Linked DNA regions of Mus musculus: all the other regions are linked to region 1. A link is a contact called in public HiChIP or PLAC-seq and promoter capture Hi-C data. All regions are on one chromosome and are shown on one strand. The core of a region is the stretch at or near the end of the contact, and the rest is flanking DNA. Distances in the headings are between cores, read along the strand shown. Region 1 holds the start of Asphd2 (aspartate beta-hydroxylase domain containing 2). Region 2 holds the start of Crybb3 (crystallin, beta B3). Region 3 has its middle 6.7 kb from the start of Gm22740. Region 4 holds the start of Grk3 (G protein-coupled receptor kinase 3).

Region 1 (6,013 bases), core at 1,662-4,161:
ACGGCTGTGCCATCGCAGTCCCGCACTGACTGGATACCGGTGGCAATGCAGTCCCTCAGGCCATCCAGAGACCAGCTCCAGGCCACCAACCACTCCAGCCACATCTTGAGGGACTCCGTGCTTGAGGCAAGCTGGCTCAGATGGTCAGTCCTCTGGGCGTCTCCAGGGCACCCACGGCATGCAGGTTAGCAGGAGGCAGAAGGAGCCGCGGTGGCAGGGGGAGGCATGGCTGCCACTGTCCCTCGGTTCCTGCCAAGGGCTCCATTGATGAACAGTGAGGCCTGCCAACTGGGCCCACTAGGAAAAGTCACCGCAGTGGGGTGGAGGGCGCTGCCTTATGTCCCATTAGCAAATGCAATCAGTCACCGTGAAAGGGTTTTCATGACGTCCAAACCTGGGATGGAGACCAGAGAGCAGCAACGTGAATGTTATAGACTAGAAAAGGCCTAGCAGTTCCGGGAAGATGGAGATCCAGCCTCAAACAGCAGAGGGCTATCACATCCCCCTCCTCTTCCCAAGCAATCTGTAAGTTGGGCTAATATCACTGTCAGAAAAGCAGGCAGGTGCCCTGAAGTGACCTCTGTGGCAGGGGCAGGGCTCTTTCTGCCACTCAGCTGCGAGGTGACCTAGTGGCCTTGGCCCACGGGGTTATGGAAGGGAAAGCCTTCCAAGCCCCTGATTCAGTGTCCCACCTCTGAGAGCAGCTGGCATTGCTTTGCCAGCCATCCTGCTTATGGGACGTGGATCCCAAATCACTGTAAACACGATGCAAGCCTGATTGTGCCCCCTAAGAGCGTCCCCCAGTTTCTCTACAATGCTCCATTTTCCAAAGTGGTGCAAACAGTCAGGTCTATGTTCTCCTAAAAGTACTCCATCACCTGGGGGAGCACCACTGGGAGCACTTTAGTGCTCCTCCCTCCTCTCCTTGGAGAGAAAGGAGACAATAACAAGACATGTCCCCCACCGCCTGGACCAGCCAGGTCTTGGAAGTATGCAGCATAGCAGAGAAGTTACACAGCCTAACTAGACACAGGCTAGACCAGGTGTGCACACCTGCCTCTGCAGGGCACTTCCACTCTCAAAGGTCCAGTGTTTTCATCTATCAGCTGGCTGGGGATAATGTCACAATAAATCCATGATGTGTGATCAACAGGCAAACCAAAGGTGGAGGGTGTCCCAAGGCTCCCACCCCAAGCAGAAGGCAAAGCCGAAGCAACCTGACTGAGAGTGATGTCCACTCCTGGAGTCAAGGAAAACTGCTGGTGCTCATGCCTCACCTACTGGCACCATCCTGGTGTCGGCTGAATAAAGCATCACTTGACTATAATGTTTAGGAAGTCAAAAACACGCACACTGAATATTCATGGAACTCTTAGGCTTCTAGGAAAAGTACAGGAACAGGGAGAGGAGAAGTCAGCTTCTTCTCGAGCTGCTGAGCCGGTGTTAAGCTTAACACCCACCCTCCTCCATGGGTGATACCATCAGCCCTGACGGTTTCCTCTTTAGGAAAAAGGGGAAAAGCCCCAGAAAGGTGCCTTTTTTGGCACCTGCTCTTTGAGAAAGCCCAGGGTTCCCAAGATTCTATGTGAGACTCTCACCTGGTGTTCATAGACTCTGAGGAAACTGTAACTCCAAAACTGCTTTCATCAGCCAGGTTTCTTCGGATGTCCTGAGCCCCAGTCAGTGGTAATAACTGACTCAAGAAACCGAGTTCCCACCAACCTGCTCATGTCAAAAGCAGATGGATAGGATACCTCTCCACTGCCAGCCCTTCCCCTCCTCAGAACAGCCTTGCTTGCTCCGGACAAAGCAAACAAGAGCCCTCCCTTAGACAGAGCAGTAAACATTCAGCAAGGAGAGAGCCTAACCTCTCCACATGACCAAATCCAGCACTAAGAGAAGGAGCTGGGACCTGCCACTCACTTGAGTTCCAGGAGGCTGGCGGCCCCTTCGCCCAGGGAGGGACACACAAGTCCAGAGCTGATTTGTGACAAGAGAACAAACTCTGGTTTTGGTAGAGTGTGTGGCATCAGGATAATAGGTAGACACACACACTTCTGGCTCTCTTCACAGATCAGTTCCCATCAGGAACGGGCATCATGCAGCCCCGAACCTCAGATCTCAAAGATCAGCCGGCTCTGGGGAATAAAGGACAAATTCAAGTCCGATCAAAGATAACTTCTGACGTGAGGAATGCCTGGGGAGACAGTCTCCACTTGACCCAGTTAACCCGGATCAGATGACCAGCTCAGGAAGCTTTCTGATGACAAAGAGACCGGGTCACCCTGAGGTGAAGCCAGGCGACCCCGAACCCCCCCCCCCCCCCGCAAGGTACAGCACACCACAGGAGAGGATAGGGGGTAGCTGTGTTGCTTGCTATCCTCTCTACCAGGGGGCGCAGAGAACTGTCCGGAGACAAGCCCTCCCCTCTAGGGACCTTCCTCCTCACAGTCTCCCGCCAGTGTCACAGGCCCTGGAGAGAGTACGACAGAAGAGGTCAGAAAGATGCGTTAACGCAGGTAGTCAGGGGAAGAGATGGTGAGGTGAGGGTTACCTGGAAAAGTGGGAAGGAGGTTTAGGGCGCGTGACAATTCTCGGGACAGGGAGGTGGGTCAAAGTGGGTGATGCTGAGGAGGATGGGGGATCAGGGGAAAAGGCGAAGGAGGAAGCTGGAAAGAGAGAAAGAGGGGGAGGAGAAAAGGTGGGGGTGATGCTGCGCTGCGCGGTCCAGCTCGAGAGGCACTCAGCACGCAGCCGGTGCTAGGCGACCGCGGGCCCTGGGCCGGCCCGGGATGCAGGCGCGGGCGCCCCTAGCATCGTCCTCCTCTGCCCCGCAGCCCTGGAGACCCCGCTTACCTGCGCGGGCGGCTGCGGGGACCCGGGCGACGCCACTGCCCCAGGGACGCGGCCGCCCCCTGCCGCGCCCGCAGCCGCCGCCCGGCCGGAGCCGCGAGCCCCGCCGAGCCGGTGCCGCCCGCGCTGCGCTCCGCCACCCCGAGGACCACAACTCCCACAATGCCGCGCGCGCCTGGCGGCGGGGAGGGGGCGGCGGGGCGGGGCGGGACCCCCGGCGCATGCATCTGCCGCGCGTACCCGCGGGGGGCTCCGCGCGTCCCGCCCCACCGAGCATCGGGTGCGCGCATCAGGTCCGGGGGCTTCGCCTATCAGACGCCTTTGTTCCTCCCTCCCTCCCTCCTGCATCCCCTCCGCTCGGTCCTCCCTTCCGCATCTCCTCCCCTTGGTGTCCTTCCCCTCGCCCCTCTTGCCTGTGATGAATCCCACACACACTTCTGAGGCCCCGCGGACACGTGGGATGAAATTGCAAATGGAACAGCCTGGAAGATCCGCGGCTCCCGGCCCCGCCTGGGCGCTGCTGACTGGAGCTGTTGCAGACCTGGCGCCTGCCCACAGGGAGGCCCAGTCTAGCTAGCCACGGCCAGTTCTGCCCAGTTCACTGGAGGGAAAGGGGCTGCTCAGCCTGGCCTAGGGACACCGCGCTGCGAGCGCCCAGGGAAGCGTGGGCTCCTTGGAACAGTGCATGGGCGTTCTGGGAGCGTGGGGTGGGATGCCAGCCCACAGCCCATCTGTGTCTGTCCTCGAACCTACTGCTTCCAATCCCAGCATGCATCTTTGTCCTGGCCTAGAATCCTCATTTTTGTCCAGGATAAAATCACCTCGGGTCTGTCCCAGAAGCCCCCTGCCCTTCACCCAAGCTCGCACTTATACAGTTGGTGATAGAGAACCCACTTGCTTCACCCAGGACCCCTGTTTCCTGACTCAGAACCCACTCCATGCCCTGGAGTCTCCATCTTAGTCCCTTAAGCCCTTGTTACAATTCCAGGAGTAGAATAGCATCCCCCCCCCCCCCCACCACCACTTTTTATTTTAATACAGTGACTCAAAACGCGTCATTGGTTCAGCAAGGTTCTTTTGCGGGGACGCCACCAAGACACCTGACAGAAACCAATGGAGGTGGGAAAGCTCACCTGGGCTCACAGGTCAAAAGTTTTCAGTCCGTTATGGCAGAAAACGCATGGAGGGATGCTACACTTGTAAGCGTGTGATCTAGGCTCAGGAAATTGGGGCAAAACCAGGGTCAGTCTGTCCTTCAAAACCCACCTCTCCCGCCTACTTCCTGCAACCAGACCCACCTCCCGTTGTAAACTCCAGGGCCTCCACAATCGGTGCCATAGGCCGAGAACAAATGATCAGACCATGAATATGTCTTACATAGATTGAGAGCCTGTAAAATGCACTAAGGACGGTTGCCGATCCCGGGCTGACGACGGAGGGCTGAAGGCAACCCTGCTCCTTCTGAGTAACTGCTCTGAGTGGCTAGAGAAAGCATGCAGCTCGTGTCCTGCTTCACATTTAGCAAGTTGCCCAAATTTAGCCTCATCCACGGCCCTTATGCATAAAGAACACCGTCTTTCACACGGTCTTCCGTATGCGTTCCATTCCCAGACTACACCATCTGCAGTGCATTACGAATTAATCCTGTCGACGAACCTTGTAATTATCTGTGACCACTGTGATTACAGGGTTCCATGTTTGTTAAGCGTGTTTATTTGTTCGGCGGCCAGATTACAGACACGGCTCTGCTAACCTCTCTGGCCATTTCAGTTCTTTTAAATTGCTGAGAGTCTCAGAAGATGATAATCACTCCAATCTCTGTCGAGCTTCTAACGGCCTTAGTAGGTGAGTTCTGCCAGAAAAGAGTGTCCAGGACTTGCAGAGGGAACTCTGGGTGAGAGCCGAGGACACACTGCCACTATGTCACCAGAAGGGCAGAGACTAGGACTCGGTGAGTCTAAATTGCCTGCCTTTAGCCCAGCTGCCATGGTACTCTCCTCCCTCTTGTCTTGTTGAGGGCGGCCATTGCAGCCCACTGCAGGCTGCACACCCCATCATTATACCACCGTATGAGCTTGCAGGCCACCCAACTTCTTCTTTCTTCAGATGCTGTGTGTGTGGTGTGTATGTGTGTGCATGTGTGCATTTGTGTATTGTATATGTGTGTATGTATGTATGTGTGTGTATGTATGTGTATATGTGTGCATGTATGTGTGTGCATGTGTGTATATGTATGTGTGGTGTGTGTATGTGTGATGTGTATATGAATATGTGTGCATGTATGTGTGTGTATGTGTTTAGTGTATGTATGTGTGGTGTGTTTATATGTTTATGTAGTATGTATGTATGTATGTGTGTGTGGTGTGTATGTGCATGTGTGTGTGAAGGACTTGGAATGGAGAGCAGAGGGAGCTCCTGCATTTCCTACAGTGTCTAAGTAAACTTGTTTTTAGATAGAGTTTTGCTCTGTAGCCCAAGGCTACAGCTCGGGCTGTCAGGCATGGATGGTGGCACAAGCTCTTATGCCCTGAGCCATCTCACCCTGTAACCATAAATAGATAGAAAACAATTTTGGCAAAATTCAACACCTAAAAACTCAGAGCAAAGTAGAAGTGAAAAAAAAATGACTGTGAGCATGTGTGTGTGTGCATGCATGTATGTGTGCACGCCTAAGCATGCATGTGTGCATGTGTATTCATGTGTGCACATGTGTGTGGGTAAGTGCATGCCTGAGTGTGCATGTATGTGTGTGAGTGCATGCCTGAGAGTACATGAGTGCATGTGTGTGTGTGCGCACATGTGTGCATGCATGTGTGTGTGCCTGCGTGCGTGAAGAGAGAGACCCAGGTCTCAACATAACATATTTTTCTGATAGTGGCTGGAAGTTAGGAAAGTTTAACATCCCTTGCTCTGGATGCATTTTCAAAGTAGGGTATATGTTCATGAACTTTCCTTGCATTTTTTACATAGAAAAAAAAATCAAGGCAGTGAGCTTTCAAAGAGAGAAAAACAAAATTCACCAAGAGAAAAAATGGCTGCACAAGTCAGAGACAAAAGGCATCAGTCTAGAAAGATCTTCAAAGTGTCATGTCTGTAACTTCATGAGGCTGAGGTAGGAGGATTGCCACAGGTTTAATGTTAGCCTATAATATATATCTGA
Region 2 (6,013 bases), core at 957-3,456, 690 kb after region 1:
TTGCATGTATGCCTGTGCACTTTATGTGTGCATGGTGCCTGCAGAGATCAAAAGAGGGTGTGGGATCCTCTGAAACTGGAGATACAGACAGTTGTGAGTGCCACGTGGGTGCTGAGAATCGAACCCAGGTCCTCTACAAGAGCAGGAAGTGCTCTCAACTGCTGAACCATCTCTTCAGGCCTTATTTACATAACTGTGCACAGCTGGTGCTAACTCTGAGCTGGACACCAGCTGGCCTCCTTCCTGTTCCTGTCATACGCCACAGGAACTTATGGATGGAGAAACTGAGGCAAAGAAAGGCAAGGGCCTGGGGCAAATCTGGGGCTGGATTGGGCCTCACAATGCAGGAAGCCGGGGCAGTGGGTGCTGCCCAGGTACTCACGGTCCAGACTCCACTTGGATGGAGCCCACCTTCTCCAACAGGCTGTCGGTGAGGTTGGGACACTCCGCCGAGAGCTCGCATCGCTTGCCCTGGAAGTTCTCTAACTCGTACACCGTCACCTGGATGGACAGAGGTGAGAACCTCAGCCTCTGCAGGGCTCCAAAGTCCACGTCCTTCCACGGAACAGCAGGAAGCCCCTCCACCACCCCCGACCTGCTTCCCGCCCCCATCCCCCCTCGCCGAGGTGAACCACGCAGTCTGCACCGCCCCCTGGTGACCTCAGTGAGCAACTGCAATAATGCCCCGGGTTCCTACTGAAAATCAGCAGGGCAGCCTCAGAAAATTTCCTCAGACTCTATTCCTTCACGCCATCCACGTCGAAGCCTCAGCATGGCTTGGGATGGACAGAGCGAGCGATGTCACACTCCCCCCATCCACCAACCATGCTCAGGCCACCCGCTTTATCACGTGACAATTCTGGGACCGGGGACAACAGGCATCGCTTCCGGTTTTTTTGTTTTTGTTTTTGTTTTTTTGTTTTTTTGTTTTTAAAGATGAAGCTGTCAGCACCCAGAAACACCAAGCAACTCAAGCGAGGTCACACAGGAAAGGCGGAGCTTGAAGCCCACATCCCCCGAAGCCTGGTGCCCGGGAACTCCACTGGGTCAGTTGTAGCCCTCAGCCCTGGGCTCTAGGTCCCATCAAGATCCAGCCAGGTACCTTGTAGCTGCCCCCAAGGCCTCCATGGCTCTTGCCAGCTGCAGCCTGCTCAGGTGCTCCGTGCTGCTCCGCCATCTCTCTGGGGATACTTCTGCCTCAAACTGGAGGAGAACCAGGTCACCAGCTGCGGCCAGCAGGATCAGGGACTGGTGGGTTCCCACCCAAACAGCACTGAGGGCCAAGATCTATAATCAGTCAACAAACACCTCCTGGACACCTGCTTTGGGCCACGCATCTGGGCCAGTCAGTGGGACTGGGGAATCCCAGAGGCCCAGTAATGAAAGACCAGTTTACTGAGAACACAGGGAAGAAAGGACTTAAACTGGATGGCACTCTCCCCCCACCCCACACACACAACCAAATGCTCCCTGTAAAGGGCTGGGTATCTCTATGGGCTCTCTGCAGCCTCAGTGCCCAGGACTGGACCTCAGGACAGCCAGGGTGGACAGCAGACCACAGCAGGCAGGAAAAACAGACGGACTGAGCAGCCATTAAATGGGCCAGGTCTTTGGAAACCATCCCTGACCGTGAAGCTGACTATTGAGTGCTTACCGTGTTCTAGGCTCTCGCATAGTGGACCCTGGAAGTCTCTCTTAGCCTCAGGAGGCAGAGACCTAGGACACAGGTCTGCAGACATTTGCTCGCCAGCAAGGGTGTATGGGCGTGCACACACATGCACTGTCCTGCACAACACCTGTCCCCGACTGACCCGCTCCTCCCTCATGACACACTTGTGTGAGGTCCAGCAGCTTCTGCTCTGTATCTAACCTGCATCATTAGGACATGGGCCTTGGCCCACTTCATGGGGATGACCGGGTATTCCCTTTCTCAGAGCTGCCCACTCCTTGGTCCTCAGCCCACACAAACAATTGGGACCCAGCCTCGTGCTCAGACCCGCAGACAATACAGTTCACCAGCTCTGTCTGTGGCTGGGCCTAGTTGGCAGGCTTGGTTCCTGGAGGTCACCCTCCCTACCCTCGAGTGAGCCAGACAAGGGCCATGCACACCAGAGAGACCCGAGGTTGCACCTTCCTCAACAGTACACTCCCCCCTGCCTCACCCAGTCCAGTACAAACCTGCTTCCAGGACCAGTTGTCTCCAGACTGGCGTGCCTCCAAGGCTGGCCTATTTATGGGCATGTTCTGTTGGCCCAGCACATTACGGGATGCTGAGATAGCATCCTGTCCACCCGATCCTGTCCGGGCCATTTCATCCTAATGGTGTGTCCGGGAAGGCCCCCTAAGGCCAGTCACCTCTTGCACAAGTCTGATGACTTCCTGGGAACCGATGGCCTTTGCTGGCTTTGTGGGATGCTGGCCAGACTACACATGTCAATGATGAGACTGTGTTTGAAAGAGGCCACATCAGTTACTTGGGGGTCATAAAGCTGTTTGCTGTAGGCTCAAATCCTCAAGTCAGCCTACATCCCAATTTCGGATCCTTGGGGTGCCATTTTACAGATTCCACGACTGAGGCAAATCACTGAGTTCTTACGGTCAGAGCTACAAACTGAATTGAGTTTCAGTGTGTGAGTATGCATCGTGTATGTGGCTGAGTGAGCCTGGGTGCACACAGATGCCAGAAGAAGAGGCTGGTGCCCCCGCTTTACCCTGCTTTGCTGTATTCCCTTGAGACAGGGTCCCTCACTGAAAACGGAGCTAGATCCACAGCCAGCCCCAGCAATCTTCCTGTCTCCATCCCCAACCACTGACACAAAGTTTCTCTGTATAGCCCTGGCTGTCCTGGAACGCACTCTATAGACCAGGCTGACCTTGAACTCAGAAATCCACCTGCCTCTGCCTCCCAAGTGCTGGGATTAAAAGCGTGTGTCGTCACTGCCCAGTTCACCACTGGCTTTTCGTGGGGTGCTGGAGATTTGAACTCTGCTCCTTGTGCTTGCACGACCACTTAGCCATCGTCCCAGGCCCATAAACAAATGTACTGGTTAGCACTAAGTCACTGTGGCTAAAATGTCTGACAGAAACAAGGGTGGACAGTTTATTTTGGCTGGCAGTTTTAGACGACTGAAGCCAAGGTTGCTGGTTGCCACATATTTGTAGAGAGTGTCATGACATGGGGCGTGTAGTAGACAAAGTTCTTTGTTTTGAGGCAAGATACCGAAGCAAGGAGACGGACATGGGAAGGGGGCAGGGACAGGACGCTCTGGAGGACCAGACCCCAGCTGCTTCTTCCAGTCAGACCAGCTCCTAAAAGCTCCAGTTTCCAAAAATGGCACTTGCACTTCTGTCTGTCTGGAAGCCAGATGCTCTACGCATGAGATTGTGGGGGACATTCCGTGACAGTACAGGGTTTCTTCTTCCTGTAGCTCAGAGGCTGTATGCTGGCTTAGCACGAGGGAGGCCTGTGTTCCTCCACACAAATCAACCAGCCGCAGATCATCACTGACGGGGGCCAGAGGCAGGAGGATCAGGAATTCAAGAGTAGCCTCCATTGCAGGGTTGACGACAGCCTGAGCTGTCGCGATGAGAGGTCACGTGAGCACAGCACACATCACATGGCTGTCACTTGATTCCATTCCCCCAGGACCTCACCTACCACTGATCACATTAATGGCCACTTCCTGCCACGGGTGATGGAGCCAGTTGTCACTGGCTGGGTGGTGCTGCAGACAGCGTGGCACCCTCTCCACACTGAATCGTCCTGAGCACTGTGACATCTGAGGTTTTCTGTCTGCCATTCCCTAACCCACAGTTCCGAACATCAGCACCACTGCTGTTCAGAGCCACGTGCTCTTAGCAAGGGTAGAATGGGATTTGGAGCGGGGAATCAGGGGCTGTCCTGTGAGGGGCGGGGGTGGGGCTGCTTCTCAACATCTCCACCAAGGCTGTTTACCACAGTGCTGGATAATTAGTTAAGTCATCAGAGAGGAGGAAGTCACAATTAAGAAAATGGCTCCATAAGATTGAGCTGTAGGAAACCTTGTAGGACATTTTCTCAATTAGTAATTGATAGGGGGAGGACCCCACCCATTGTGGGTGAAGCCATCCCTGGACTGGTGGTCCTGGGTTCTATAAGAAAGCAGGCTGAGGGGCTGGAGAGATGGCTCAGTGGTTAAGAGCCCTGACTGCTCTTCTGAAGGTCCTGAGTTCAAATCCCAGCAACCACATGGTGGCTCACAACCATCCATAATGAGATCTGATGCCCTCTTCTGGGGTGTCTGAAGACAGCTACAGTGTACTTACATATAATAATAAATAAATCTTTGGGCAGGAGCGAGCGGGGCTGGAGCGAACAGAGGTCCTGAGTTCAATTCCCAGCAACCACGTGATGGTTCACAACCATCTGTACAACTACAGTGTACTCATATACATAAAATAAATAAATAAATCTTGAAGGAAGGCAGGGAGGGAGGGAGGGAGGGAGGAAGGAAGGAAGGAAGGAAGGAAGGAAGGAAGGAAAGCAGACTAAGCAAGCCATGGAGAGCAAGCCAGTAAGCAATATCCTTCCATGGCCTCTGCATCAGCTCCTGCCTCCAGGTTCCTGCCCTGTGTGAGTTCCTGCCCTCACTGCTTTTGATGATGAACTGTTATATGGAACTGTGAGTGACCAACTTTCCACCCCAATTTTATTTTGATCATGGTGTTTTATCATAGCAATAGTAACCCTAAGATAACCACAATGAGTAGGCTACTGATTAGCTTCTATGGGGGTTAAAATTGATTGTCAACTTGACAGAATCTAGAATCACCCACAGGAGTCGCCTCTGGACACACCTGTGAGGGATTTCCCAGAAAAAGTTAACTGAAGTAAGGAAATCTATTATAATGGTTAGCTTTAAATTTAAGCATGGCAAAACCTAGGCTCTCAATTGAGGGATCATATACTGAGTTGCCCACAGGTACATCTGTAGGAACTGTCTTAATTAAATTAATTGATGTGATGTGGTTTGGATATGTTTGCCCTAAGGAGTGGCACTATTGGGAAACGTAGCAATGTTGGAGTAGGTGTGGCCTTGTTGGAGTGGGTGTGCCAATGTTAGAGTAGGTGTGGCCTTGTTAGAGTGGGTGTGGCAATGTTAGAGTAGGTGTGGCCTTATTGGAGTAGGTGTGGTCTTGTTGGTGAAAGTTTGTTGCTGTGTGAGGTCCTGTGCTCAATCTATGTCCAGTGTGGAAGAGAGCCTCCCCATGGCTGCCTGCAAATCAAGATGTAGAACTCGCAGCTCCTTCAGCACCATGTCTGCCTGCACACTGCCCTGTAATTCCTGCCATGATGGTAATGGACTGAACCTCTGTAACTGTAACCCAGCCCTAGTTAAATGTTTTCCTTTATAAGAGTTGCTTTGGTCATGGTGTCTCTCCAAAGCAATACAACCGGTTCTAAGACCTGTACTAAATGTGGGTGGTACCATTCCCTAGGCAGAGTTTCTTAAGCTGCTGAGGGTTGAAAGACTGAACTGAGCAGGAACAAGCAAAGCTGTCTCCATCTCTCTCTGCTCTAGACCCTGGCTGTGGGCAGCTGAAGTTCCGACGTCCCCGCTGATGGACTGACCCTGGGATTATAAGTCAAATAAATCCTTTCTCTCCAAACTGTTCAATGTCAGTGTTTTATCACAGCAACAGAAATGAAACTAGGACTCCCACCCTTAAAATGGGCTGCCCGGACAGAACGGCATCTAAGGAACAAGTGGTTGCATTTGCCTGACTGCTGCTCTCGGCCATGACGGCCACCGTTCCTCGCTGGAATCAGAACCCAACTTCTTCGGCCTTCTAACACAGACTGCAGACCAGTGGCTTTCCAGTGATCCCCCAGGCCTTCGGCTCCAGACAAGGACCACTGAGGAGGCCAGCGTCACGGCTGAGGAATACCCATCCTCAACTTCTCTGGTGTGAAGACTCCTAATTGTCAGGTTTCCCGGGCCACGTTGTGAAAGCCAACCTAATAAATGACCTT
Region 3 (6,013 bases), core at 1,028-3,527, 660 kb after region 1:
GGCCTGGCCATATAATAAGACTTGTCTAAGTGGTGGTGATGGGGGGGGGGGGGATGATGGAAAGTGGGGGATGAGAAGAAGGAAAGGAGAGAGAGAGAGAGGAAGAAGGAGAAAGGGGGAAGATTTGAGTCTCTGGCTCACGGTGCCTGCTGTAGCTCCTAGTTTGTGTCCTGGCAGGCCCTAAAGATCTCCACATTCCATATTCACTGACAACTCACCTGTCTCGATCTGAACCCAGAGCCCCACTCAAACACAGCCTGTGAGCAACCCTCCACGGCAGGCCCTGTCTCTGCTCCTAGTGTCTCTGCTCCAGTCCTCTATCTCCCTGGGCTACACAGTGGCTGGTTACATAACTCTCCAACAGCCACACTGGGCTCAGTGTTGGTTCTCCAGTCATGGCTCGGTGACTTTAGAAAATGACTAGACATCTCTGTGCACTTTTTCCTTAGTTGTAAGTGGGGATCCAAAAGGCTCAGCGCATCAAATGATCCTATTAACATGCCACCACCGCCACCACCACCGCCACCACCACTACCCAACAGTGCCAGGTAAAGGTGTAAAAACACTGCCTTCAGCAGATGTCATGCCACTGCCAGGTTTGTCCCTTCATGTCATGTCTCAGGCTGGTTCTAGGATGCTGGAAGATATAAGGAGGCTGCCAGGCTCTTTGGACACAATATTGCTGGCCAGGCTCATGGACAGATACAGTGTTTCCATAGAAGTTCACTACACACACACACACTCTGCACAGTCATCTCAGAGGACTTATAGTGCAACCCTAGCTGGATGCTGTGGTCCTTCTTATCTACCTGATCCAGTGAACAACTTCAGGGTAAACCTGTCCAAAATGTTTGTATTCACTATCTTTCTGTTGCTGTGGTAAGATACCATGACCATGGCACTTAGAGACAAAAAGTTTCTCTGGACTTATGATTGCAGAGGGATGAGACCATCTTAGCAGGGAAACATGGCAGCAAACAGCAGAGCAGGCAGCCAAGAACTCACATGCTTAACTCCAACCAGAAAACAAGGAGAGGCAACGAGAAGTAGAGCAAGGTCTTTTAAACTCTTAAAGCCAATCCACAGTGACATACTTCCCCCCAAAGCCCACCCCCTCCCAATGACGTACCCCCCCCACCAAAGCCCACCTCCCAATGAAGCTCTTCTTCCAAAGCCCAGGCCCCAGTGATTTACCTCCTCCAACGCCTAAGTCCCCTTACCCAGTGATGTACTTCACTATCAAGGCCAGGCCACCCAAAGCTCGAGGAACAGTGCTAACTGGGAACCAGCTCTTCAAATGGCCAGGATTGGGGGCGGAGTGGGGGTGCATTTCATTCAAGCCACCTCAATGTTCAGTATGGATGTGACACTTTCCAGGTGGTTTTGACCCAACTGTAGCTGATTAAGAGGGTATGGGGTCTTAGATACAGGACGCCCCATGGGCTCTGATGATATCTGTGCTCCACTGGAGCTGAGAAACTGGGCTTCTCCCTCAGGAGAGGTGTCCTGGCTCCAAATGTCATCATATGTGCTTGACTCTTTTACAACAACACATTTCTTAAATAAAGACTCGAGATCATAGGGATGATCTTCCATAGCTTAGCCATCTATGGTTCCATCAATAGGGGCCACAGAGCCACCAGGCTGAGGCTCAGAGGCTCCTGGGCTGAAGTGAATATAGTTCAAAGACTATGCAGACCCTACCCAGATGCTCTTCTCCCCAGGTGGTCCCCATTCCAGGTGGTTCCCCACCCCAGGTACTCCCTATTCCCAGATGCTCCCACCATAGGTACTTCCTTCCACCCAAAAGTGCTCCCCATTTTAAAGTTCCTACTTGGAGTGCTCCCCACTGTAAAGTTCCCTACCTGGAGTGCTCCCCGATGAGATGGCCTCACCTCAAGTACTCCCTACCTTAGGTGCTCCCCAACCCTATGTGATCCCTGGACCCTGGGATATTGAGGTACCCGCTTGCTTTGTCATCCCCAGAACCCGTACCCCCAAGGACACTGTCCCCTTTTGTGTATTTTGAAATGTGCTTCTCTACTCCCAGCACAGTCTGTAGCAGTAAACAGCATTGGGGTGGGAATTCCTCAAAAGAATTGCAAACCACAGACTCAGTCAGGTGCTCCAACTCCCTCAGTGGGTCAGGTGATGGGGTCCAGGGGGTTGTTTCCTCTCCCTCCTTCCCCATCTTTTATTCCAAGCTTGTTTTGATCCTGTGGTTGCTAAGATACCAGCACTTGGTGGCAGTTTCTGAGAGGCCATGTGGTCCAGTTTGTATGTGCTCCACTCCCTGCAAAAACACAGTAGGGGGCCAAGCTTGGGGTTCAGGCCAGGGCACAGTGGGGACTATGGAATGAGACTGGCAGGTCCCTGAGTGCTGTGATGCTGAGCCCACCAGCAGAGTCTACCCAGTCAGAGTCTACAAGTCTCCCAGCCCTTCTGAGCCTGTCTCCTTCCTCCAAGACACCCACAACACATGCCCAAGGAGTGCAATCTCAAAGAAAGCTGTGTGGATTGGAACATCATATAGTTTCCCATACATCACATCTGAGCCTGGTTTTGTGTGACAGTTACACACACACACACACACACACACACACACATTTCTCTGAACCAGCAAAACTGGTTACAACAGAACACAGTATCTGTGGGAACTCTGTAAACAAAATATCTCAAGCAGAAAGCAGAATAATACACTCTGACTCATCAGCGCATGTAAAAGAGAGGACCACAGAGCATCCTCACATAGGAAGCTCTCTCACCTCCCACACAAGCCCTCAGAGGTCTCACCCTGCACCCTAGTGTCCCAGACACAGGGTGAAGTCTGTTCACATTTCTCACACAGTGGAGGCCAGCCTCGACATCCCATAGCATCCACATGCACTGTCCTCAAGGCCGTGGCACCAGGGGACACCTCACTCTGAATTTGTCCAGAGCTCACCAGTGCATTCCCTGGAAAAGGTGGACGTCTCCGTCCCCCTGGCACCTTCCCAGAGCTGTGTGTGTGTGTGTGTGTGTGTGTGTGTGTGTGTGTGTGTGTGTGTTGCTTTTCTTCTCTGTTGTTTTCTAACAACTTCCTGTATAAATCAAGGCTGAACTCCAGTTCTTTTCATTAAAAACAACCGATGCTGTGGAAACAGTTGAGAGGCCAAATGGGCTGTCCGTGCTACTTCACAGATGCTCCCTGGCTGACAAAGATGCCTGCTCTTCCTCCACAGCCCAGTTCCCACAGTACCCGGTCCATGGCCAAAAGTCTGTGGAGAGAGTCCAAATGAGTAGATGAAAACACAGAAGTAAGTTAGGGGTTAGATGCAGGTGTGGAAGCACATGTGTGTGTGAACAGCCACTTGAGGATGGTGTGTGTGTGTGTGTGTGTGTGTGTGTGTGTGTATACAGCCACATATGAATGGTGTGTGCACATGAATAGCCATATGTAAATGGATGTACATGTGAGCAGCTACATGTGGATGGTGTGTGTGTGTGTTTGTGAGTGTGTATATGTGTGTGAGGAGCCACATGTACATGGTGTGTGCATGTGAGCAGCCATATGTGGATGGTGTGTGTGTGTGTGTGTGTGTGCATGTGTGTGTGCAGCCACATGTGGATGGTGTGTGTGTGTGTGTGTGTATGTGTGTGTGCATGTGTGTGTGCAGCCACATGTGGATGGTGTGTGTGTGTGTGTGTGTGTGTGTGTGCATGTGTGTGTGCAGCCACGTGTGGATGGGTGTGTGCATGTGAACAACCATATGTGGATGTGTGTGTGTGTGTGTGTGTGTGTGTGTGTATGTGTGTGTGTGTGTGTGTATGAGCACCCATGTACCCATGTGTGGACGGGTATGTGTGTGAACAGCCATGTGTGAATGGTGTGTGAAAGAGCTCTACAGAGTTCCTTCTCTTTTTCTCTTTTTACTCTCTCCTTTTGTTTACTCTTTGGGGACTAAACAAACTGGGAACTGGGTCTGGCATCTGCCTTCACTGAGACTTCACTTCAGTAAGGAGAAGGACACGGTCCAAGGAATTAGCCAAAAAGCTACAAAACCACCTGTGTAGGTTTAGAAAGATGGCCCAATGGTTAAGGGCACCAGCTGCTCCTGTAGAGGACCTGGTGTCTGGTCCCAGTACCCACATGGTAGCTTACAACTATCTATAACTCCAGGTCCGGGGAGCGGGGGACGGGGACTGATGCTCTCTTCTGGTCTCTGGGGGCATCAGGCATGCAAAGGCTCACAAGCATACATGAAGAACAAGAATACACATAAAATAATGAAATAATGAGACAGCGTTTTTTTAAAAACCTGGGACCATTGTGCCAGGCCACCGACATCTCTACAAGAAACCTCCAAAAGCTCTGATCCTCACTCTCCATCCCCTCCACCCAATGTCCAGCCAGAGAGGCTGAGATGCAACGTGGGGCAGAGGCTGCAAAGAACCCACGGGCAGCTGGGGAAATGAGCAATCTTCCATCTCTCACTCTGTGGCTCCTGTGTCAGGTGTGAGGCATCCACCGTTGTGTGGAAGCAAATAAGCCAGGTGCTGATGGCTTCTCCAGTGCCTGATGGGAGCCTGCGGGAGTGGCAAAGGCCGCTGCTAAGTGGAACAGACTTCAAATAAAAGCCATTGGCTCCTGGTGGATCTGTCTTTCACACCATGAGCGCATGTGCAAGTGAGACGGTGGGAAGGTAGAGAAACCGAGAGGAGACACAGCGGTCCTAGGACCCCATCCAGCCAAGGTGGAGTGAGTTCCCTGGGGTACAAGTGAAGGCACACCCCACTGTGAGCCCCCAATGATTCCTTCCTACCAAGAATATCTGCACTTGAAATCTGGGGGTAAGGAGGTAAGGAGGGGACGCCTTCACACGTTTGCTCGGCTATGAGCTGTCACATACCTGCTCTGTCTCAGGGGCTGTGTGACACACTGGGGACCCTGGGGTGAGCTAACCAGGGTTCTGTCCAGGTGAAGCTCAAAGTCCAATAGGGAAGCCTGCTATGGGCCAACACAGTTGCGGGGGGAGGGGCTGATGAGCTGATGGTGGGGGTCTGGTGAGGGTAGATGAATCAGGGTCGATGTGGGCAGATAGAAAGCCCCTATCTGGAGCTGGAGGAAGGAAAGACAGAGGGGCGGGGAAGATGGCTGAGCGAGGGATGCCAGAACGTCTGACTTCCAAGAGAAACATTTTTGAAGGATGTTAACATGTCACTAGCCAACCCAAGAGCTAAGAATGTCACCAAATATCACCTGAGGCCTGCAGCAGAGCTACCCTGATCTATGTTCTGAAGGAGAACTGGAGGAAAAAGGCTGTCTGTGTACTGGCTGGTTTTGTGTCAACTAGACACAAGCTAGAGTCATCAGAGAGGAGGAAGCATCAGTTGAGAAAACGCCTCCATGGGATCAGACTGTAGGCAAACGTGGGATATTTTCGATGGGGGAGGGCCCAGCCCATTGTGGGCAGAGCCATCTTTGAGCTAGCTGGTGGTTCTGGGTTCTCTAAGAAAGCAGGCTAAGCAAGCCACAGGGAGCAAGCCAATAAGCAGCATCCCTCCATGGCCTCTGCATCAGCTCCTGCGTCCAGGTTCCTGCCCTGCTTGAGTTCCTGTCTTGGCTTCCTTCAGTGATGAACAGCAATGGGGAAGTGTAAGCCAAATAAACCCTTTCCTCCCTAAGTTCGAGGTGTTTATCATAGCAATAGAAAGTCTACCAAGGCTAGGTGGCTGATCAGAAATGTAGCAACATGGGCAGGTTGAAATGTTGCCAAGTCCAGGGCCAAATGATCTTGGGGTATCTTTGGCCCTTTGATATATATTGACTTTTTCCGTGCCTGATCCAGCTGCTTTTGCAACCATTAGGTACTTCCTTTGTAATGTATGAACACACCCCTAGTGTCCACCAACCAACAGGCTGAGAAAGCTATCGGACAGCACCTGGGATGTAGCTGTGATGTCTCTGCGTTACTGTAACCCTCTTACCTGATGCCACCTCTAGTGTTTTAAAAGTGCCTTGATTTGTGACTTT
Region 4 (6,013 bases), core at 2,571-5,070, 620 kb after region 1:
GAATATCCGTTTCCAAGAACCCCCAGCTGCAAGCAGCCCTTGCTTGCCTCTCCAAGCCACTGGCACAAATTAACTGAGACCAGGAATGAGCTAATAATGGAAATGTCAGTACAAATTTGCCTTTCCCATTTGTGTCCCTTCCTCCCCTTAGAATGACTCCTGTCACAAACAAAACACCTTCTTCCCAGGCTCTTTGGGTTGGTTTGTGGCTCTGTGGATGGGAAGCTTGCGGAGAGCCACCACCTTGCTCCTTCCCATCCCTCGAAGCCCTTACAGCCCTTATCCCATTCTTCCATGTTTGGTTGTGTGCACAGAACAAAGCCAGGGGGAAGTCCTAAAGGTTGAACAAGGAAGGCTCTCTCCAGTGACCACAGCGTGAAAGGGCAGATGGCCACACCCTTTCCAGGTCGGTCACAGGAGTAGCCTGACACACAGGAGTCATGAACAGCCTTGACACTTAAGCGTTGCCAAGCCTGGACAACTGATTCACAAGTCACGAGAAAGCACTTCACAACCATAATGTGTTCCACGAATACAGAACCAGAGAGTGCAAACGATGCCTGCCCAGGTCCACCCCCCAAGTCTCTCCTATCAGACGACTCTCCGGATAAGCTATACAGTGCATCAGTACTTCCCCATACCAGCTTCTGAGAAATGGGTCCAGAATGGCTACCAATTTAGGGTCAGAAACAATAAACAGGCAGGGGAGATGGCTTAAGAAGTAAACCAAGGGTGTGAGTCCCTGAGACCGATCCCTGGAACCCACAGAAGAATGGACAAGGTAGTATTTGTCTGTAATTTCAGTGTTACTGTTACAGCAAGATGGCAGATAGGGACAGGAAAAAGCCAGAAGCGTGTGGGTCAACTGTTCCATTCATGAACAAGACGTCCCAGCATAAACAAGACATGACTCAGACAAGCTGGGCAGTGTGGACCGATGGCCACAGTTGTCCTTTAATTTCTACACATCCTAGGCAAACCCATGGCTCAAGCTGTGTTCTTTCTGCTCCCGCAGTTATTGGCCTGAATGATTGACAAGAGCTGTCTCCCAGTGGAAAGCCCAACACTGTTAGCATCCACTAAACAGAATGGGTCTCAGGGGAACACGTGACCTTCAACCCAACTCCCTTCAGCCATGTGTGACTTCAAGTCAACTCAGTAACATTGTGTTCGAGAAAGGTTATCAGAGAAATGGACCCAGTGCGAAGAGCTGTCTTAGCCATGGCGGGACTTAGAAACGGACTCCCTGGGCCTTCGCCCATGAGTTAGACCCAGTTTCATCAGAACCACGGTCTACAAAGCCAGTTCATTCTCATCCCCACAGCAGACAAAGGACACAGTATATAAACACCCTGGCTAATGGGGCTGCAAGGGTCATGGCCCCCACCTTCAATGGGCCCCATTATCAGCTCCATCAGCTCAACAAATGTTTGGGTGGACTAAAGAGATGTGATTTGACCGCCTTCAGAGGATTTACACCCACCGGCCTGTTAATTGAATCATGTGTCAATGTAACAAAACATTTGCTTCTTGCCTCCTCACGGGAGGCTAAGTCTTCCCTTGTGCCTGATGTTCCAGGAAGAGAGGCTGGACCGGAAGACCTGTCTTGTTGTAATGAGTGAGATACGGTCGTCTGTTGAAGACTGGGAAGAGGCGAAGTCACCGAGAGAAGGAAGCACAAAAAAGACTGGGGGTGACCAGATAATTAGTTAGAAATTAAAAAAAAAAATCAATAGTGAACGACCAAGGGGCAAGTTCAAATGCACCATCCCCTCTTCCAACAGCCAAGTCCTTACAAGGAACCAGGATCGTCTGTGGTTGAGTTGTTGGTTATTGCTTGGGGGCTGAAGCCACTGAGACAAACAGGCAACAGACTAGACTCCTGGAGCGGGGGACAGATGGTCTAATTCAAGAGTCTACCTGAAAAAACAGCTACAGAACAGCGGTCCTCAAAGGACCCCACCCTAACTTGATGCTCCCTTAGACGTTCCTCAACCTCAGGACTCACAGGCTCAGCCACACCACATCTCCTTTGAAACAAAGTATCACCAAAGACCTTGTCAAAGCAGAGGGGTATTGTACAGAGAAGTGAGGGCCTTGGGCGCTAGGGTGTGCAGCCAAGAGCAAGCAAGCATGCACAGAGCAGCCCAGCTAGGTTAAAAACACCAAGAAAAAAAATGATGATGAGCGGACAGACATTCCTAATTTTAGTCATCTTATATACTCCCTCTCCCATAAAGCTCCCTATGAGTTGTGATTTGTTGGTTTTATATATAGAAACCATACATAGTTAAGATTCCCTGCCCCTCACAGGGTGGGGGCAGAGGGAAGGGAAGAGAGAATGGAATGAAGCTTTTTCATGTCCCCCTTCCCAATGGGGAAAGTTTTCTACTGAAGCTTGCTTGGTTGTGACTTGGGGAGCCCTGGGTCTGGTCCCTCCCACTTACTGAAGATTTCAATCAAGTCCTGTTTTCAGTGAGTCTCAGACAGGCTGAACTCCAGGAAGGCAAGCACTGTCCAGTCCACCCAAGTGTCCCCTTGTGCCTGCTCCACTCCGCAAGGAGCAACACACCCCCCAAAAAAAACAGCGAAGGGCCAAGGCTTGCAAGGGAAGGCAAGCCAAAAATACCCAGCCAGCGCAGCTGTGTGTACAGTGTGACTCTTCCTAGCAAACACGGCACGGGGATTTGATGTTTCCTGGATCACGGGGCTCACAAACACGATCGGGAAAAAAAATAATAATCTGACCATTGTTCGGTATTGAAAGGTTCTCTGAGGGCTATGCATACTGCTAAGGAGACAGACGGTTTACCTGGCGTGTGTGAAGCCCTGGGTCCCATCTCCAGGACCTCAAAAAATTAGACGAGTAAATGTGTATATTTTCTCTCACATGAAGGTAGGTAACACTGCCGCCACATGGGCGTGTCACGCTTGACCATTTGAAAGGGGATGCAGCTTTGGTTTAGAGCCTTACAGAATTGCATGGTTCAGGGGTGGCTGTAAAGTCCGAGCCAATTTTTTCATCAACTCAAGGAAGCCACACCAGCTAAGCAACTGGCAGTGGGGTCAATTAAGAAGTGACACACAGCCCCACTCTGGAACACCGCCTAGAACTCCCCGGGACAAGTACAGCTCTAAGAGGCCATCACACCTCAGAAAAATCAATAATAAATCAGTCGTGATATTAAGAGCAACTTGGCAGCGAGCGGCCAGCCGGAGCCGGTGCAGCGGGAACCTCCAGTCTTGCAAGACCAGGCTAGGCTCAAGTGGCTCTCCTGTCATCCTTCCCAGAAAGGGCAGGCCGCCAGGGGTCCAAGTTGAGGAAAGTGGCTCAGGTAATGGCGCTGGTGACAGAACTGAGAACTCAAGGTCTACTTACTACTGCAAGGGGCCAGAGGACAGGGGCAGGGGGGCTGAGAGACAGACAGCCCTGCAACCAGCCTGGGACAGCGGGACGGAGGGGACTGGCGGGCGGACCAGAAAAGGAGGGAGAGGACCAGAGGGGACAAGAGGGGACTGGAGGGAACTGGCGGGGGAGGGGGGGGAGGGGGAAGGTGAGGGAGAGGACCAGGAGGGATCCGGAAGGGACCTGAGAGGGAGGGAAAGAACCGAAGGAGACTGGATAGGGCGGAGAGGGCCAGAGCAGTACCTGGGCTCCGGCAGGACGACCTTCTTGCTGGCGCGCGCGGCCGGCGCCGTCTTGCTCTTCTCCATGGCCATCAGGTAGCTGACGTCGGCCAGCACGGCCTCCAGGTCCGCCATGGCGGCTCCGCAGCTCCCGCCGCCCCGACGGGGCCACGGCGCGCCCGACGCGCGACCCCGACGCGGACCCCGACGCACCGCCCCTTCCGCGGCTCCGCGCCCCAGCCCGGCGCGCCCCCAACCGTCCGCGGCCACGCGCTCCTGACCCAGCCTCTCAGGCACCAGGGACTTCCTCTCCCTCCTCCTCTCCCTCTCCCTCCTCCTCTCTTCTCTCTCCTCTCCTCCTTTTCCTCTCTTTCTCACCCTTAGCTCTCTAAGCACAGTCCAGATGCCCAGTACTGAGTGGACACTCCAGGAGGTCTCCAATAGCACACTGTCCTGGAGAGGACGCTTCAAGAGGTATCCTGGAGTAGTCCCACCTGCTCTTTCGAATGATTGCCAAATAGAGGTCAGAGCTACAGCAGGGGGTGTCTCCAGCCATTAGCCCCACCCTAGACCTCCCTCTGAGAACCAAGCCAAGAGACACCAGCATAGAAGAGAAAGTTGCTTGGCTCCCGCCATGCAGGGTGAAGTGGGGTGAGAGTCCTGCCCTGGAGCAGCGCTGTCCCAGGGGACCCAGTTGATGGAAGCACTCTAGGTTCAAGGTCATAACTGGCTTGCATTCAGGTGAAAGGCCTCAGGGTGTGTGTCCAGTTGGGGGGCGGGGGGGTTAAGGTATCCTAGCTTCTGCAGGCTCTCTACCAACTCAAGAACCACAAGAGGAAGTGCCCCTATGAGAGTGCAGAGCCTCCTGGGTTTTCAGGGAAGTGGAAGGGCTGAGACTTGATTCTGGGCAGTAGGGAATTCCCAACCCTGCCTAGGTCACTATTTCATTTCTCTGCAGCTGGGCACAGGGGTCCACATTCAAAATCCATGTGGTACCTGTTAAGGGATCAGGAAATCTGCAGACATCATAAGCTTGCAGGGCCTTTATCCAAATTGCCATACATCACTGTGAACCCGGGATTGGCCAGGGTTAGAGTGAACTGTTGGGGGTTTACAGTCACGTTTTTTGATTAGTTCTCCTGCTTTTGTTTTCTGTCTATTCTGTTTCCCAAAGGACTAGTTTTACCAGAAGTTTCTCAATCCCCAAGGCACAGTATTTAGAGGGACTAGAAAAGGTATAGGTGGGAAGGGGTGGGAACATCCTGAAGGAGTTGGGTCTGCCACAGACAGCCCACATCACCGCTATAGTGCCCACTGTATAATGGGGCAGAGACAGGGAGAGCCAAGCCTTCAGTTGAATTTGCCAGTTCCATTCACTTTTTCACCCAAATATGGGAGCATAGATGCCTTGTCTACCCAGTGAGGAGAGAGGGGTAAGTTCCCCCCAAAACACATTGCTCCTTCATGTCTGAATATTGTTTCTTCCAAAATGTTGTTGTTGTTTTTTTTAATCATCTGGGATCCTCAGATGATCAGATAACAAATAACCCTCCCACCTTCCCCATTTTTGATTGATTGATTGATTGATTGATTGATTGATTTTGGTCCTTTTTGACCTAGTAAGATTTTTTTTGTCTTGTCATGTTCCTTTTCCAAGTTGTGGTAGGTAGTAAGTTATGAAGACAGCCACATTCAAACCTTTAGTCTATGCTAAAAGGCTGAGAGAAATCAGGGGCAAGGTCCCAGCTTTCTGTGGCTCTGTCCTCATGAGTAATGAGACCAGTTCTTTTGAGTAAACAGAGGGGGAGGGCAGCATCTAGAGCTGTACCTTGGGATGGGAAGTGCAGGCCACATAATAATGAGGAACTGAGTTCAACTGTCAGAGCCCACATAGAGTGCATGGGGACACATGCTTGGAACCCCAACACCAGGAAGACAAGATGGGGGGAGCCCCGGGGCTCAGCAGCAGGCCAGCCTAGCTGAACTCATGATTTCTAGATCATTAAGAGAGCAAGTGTCAGAAAACAAGATGAGAGGCAGACAAAGTAGCCTACCAAGTAAGGGTTCTTGCCATAAGTGTGGAGTTTCGTCCCCAAGATCCCCTTGGAGGCAGAAGAGAGCGAACATGTGGAAGGTGTGCCTGACCTATGCATGCGTGTACTCGCACAGTAAATAAATGTAATTTTTTTAGAAGTTCCAAATGGGAAATAACACCCAAGTTTGTCATGTGGCCTGCTCAGGTGCACACACACACACACACACACACATACACACAAACATGCACACACAATGCACACACAGGCACCTACACAATACACACATATGCACACACAATGCACACATGCACACACAATGCCCATTTACATACACACACAGGTACCCACAC

The links. Promoter capture Hi-C pulls out the DNA fragments that hold promoters and counts their contacts. HiChIP or PLAC-seq counts read pairs in DNA pulled down with a chosen protein or histone mark.
Region 2: a contact with region 1 is called in a promoter capture Hi-C map of hippocampal neurons, with 4 times the contacts expected there. The contact joins the promoter of Crybb3 here to the promoter of Asphd2 in region 1. A contact is called at or near these places in 11 of 39 promoter capture datasets (the SN4741 cell line, cranial neural crest, embryonic stem cells and 7 more), 5 of 115 datasets of contacts at active chromatin or transcription factors (SST interneurons, embryonic basal ganglia, embryonic forebrain and 2 more) and 3 of 9 other capture datasets (adipose tissue, embryonic stem cells and liver).
Region 3: an H3K4me3 HiChIP or PLAC-seq map of forebrain shows a contact between it and region 1, with 6 times the contacts expected there. The contact joins the enhancer-like site here to the promoter of Asphd2 in region 1. A contact is called at or near these places in 8 of 39 promoter capture datasets (the C10 cell line, cranial neural crest, embryonic stem cells and 5 more), 9 of 115 datasets of contacts at active chromatin or transcription factors (SST interneurons, embryonic basal ganglia, embryonic forebrain and 6 more) and 2 of 9 other capture datasets (liver and pancreatic islet).
Region 4: a contact with region 1 is called in an H3K4me3 HiChIP or PLAC-seq map of embryonic stem cells, with 4 times the contacts expected there. The contact joins the promoter of Grk3 here to the promoter of Asphd2 in region 1. A contact is called at or near these places in 4 of 39 promoter capture datasets (cranial neural crest, embryonic stem cells and second pharyngeal arch cranial neural crest), 1 of 484 Hi-C or Micro-C datasets (embryonic stem cells) and 5 of 115 datasets of contacts at active chromatin or transcription factors (embryonic basal ganglia, embryonic stem cells, forebrain and 1 more).

What each region holds. Positions count from the first base shown.
Region 1 is chr5:112,391,862-112,397,874 of GRCm38.p6, forward strand. It overlaps Asphd2 (aspartate beta-hydroxylase domain containing 2), which reads right to left and starts at 2,912. Exons shown (of 6, transcript NM_001357013.1): 1 at 2,857-2,912; 2 at 1,924-2,138; 3 at 1,599-1,722; 4 at 1-394. The coding sequence starts at 104.
Region 2 is chr5:113,079,378-113,085,390 of GRCm38.p6, forward strand. It overlaps Crybb3 (crystallin, beta B3), which reads right to left and starts at 2,207. Exons shown (of 6, transcript NM_021352.3): 1 at 2,179-2,207; 2 at 1,103-1,273; 3 at 383-501. The coding sequence starts at 1,177.
Region 3 is chr5:113,047,789-113,053,801 of GRCm38.p6, forward strand. No RefSeq gene overlaps it. Among named protein-coding and RNA genes, the nearest start is that of Gm22740, 6.7 kb to the left of the region's middle. Within about 2 kb of position 2,278, at least 20 of the 459 cell types and tissues checked have an H3K27ac peak or open chromatin away from gene starts, as enhancers often do. A contact at or near this core is called in forebrain, pancreatic islet and stem cell-derived neural progenitor cells, where this site is marked.
Region 4 is chr5:113,011,718-113,017,730 of GRCm38.p6, forward strand. It overlaps Grk3 (G protein-coupled receptor kinase 3), which reads right to left and starts at 3,821. Exons shown (of 21, transcript NM_177078.4): 1 at 3,650-3,821. The coding sequence starts at 3,762.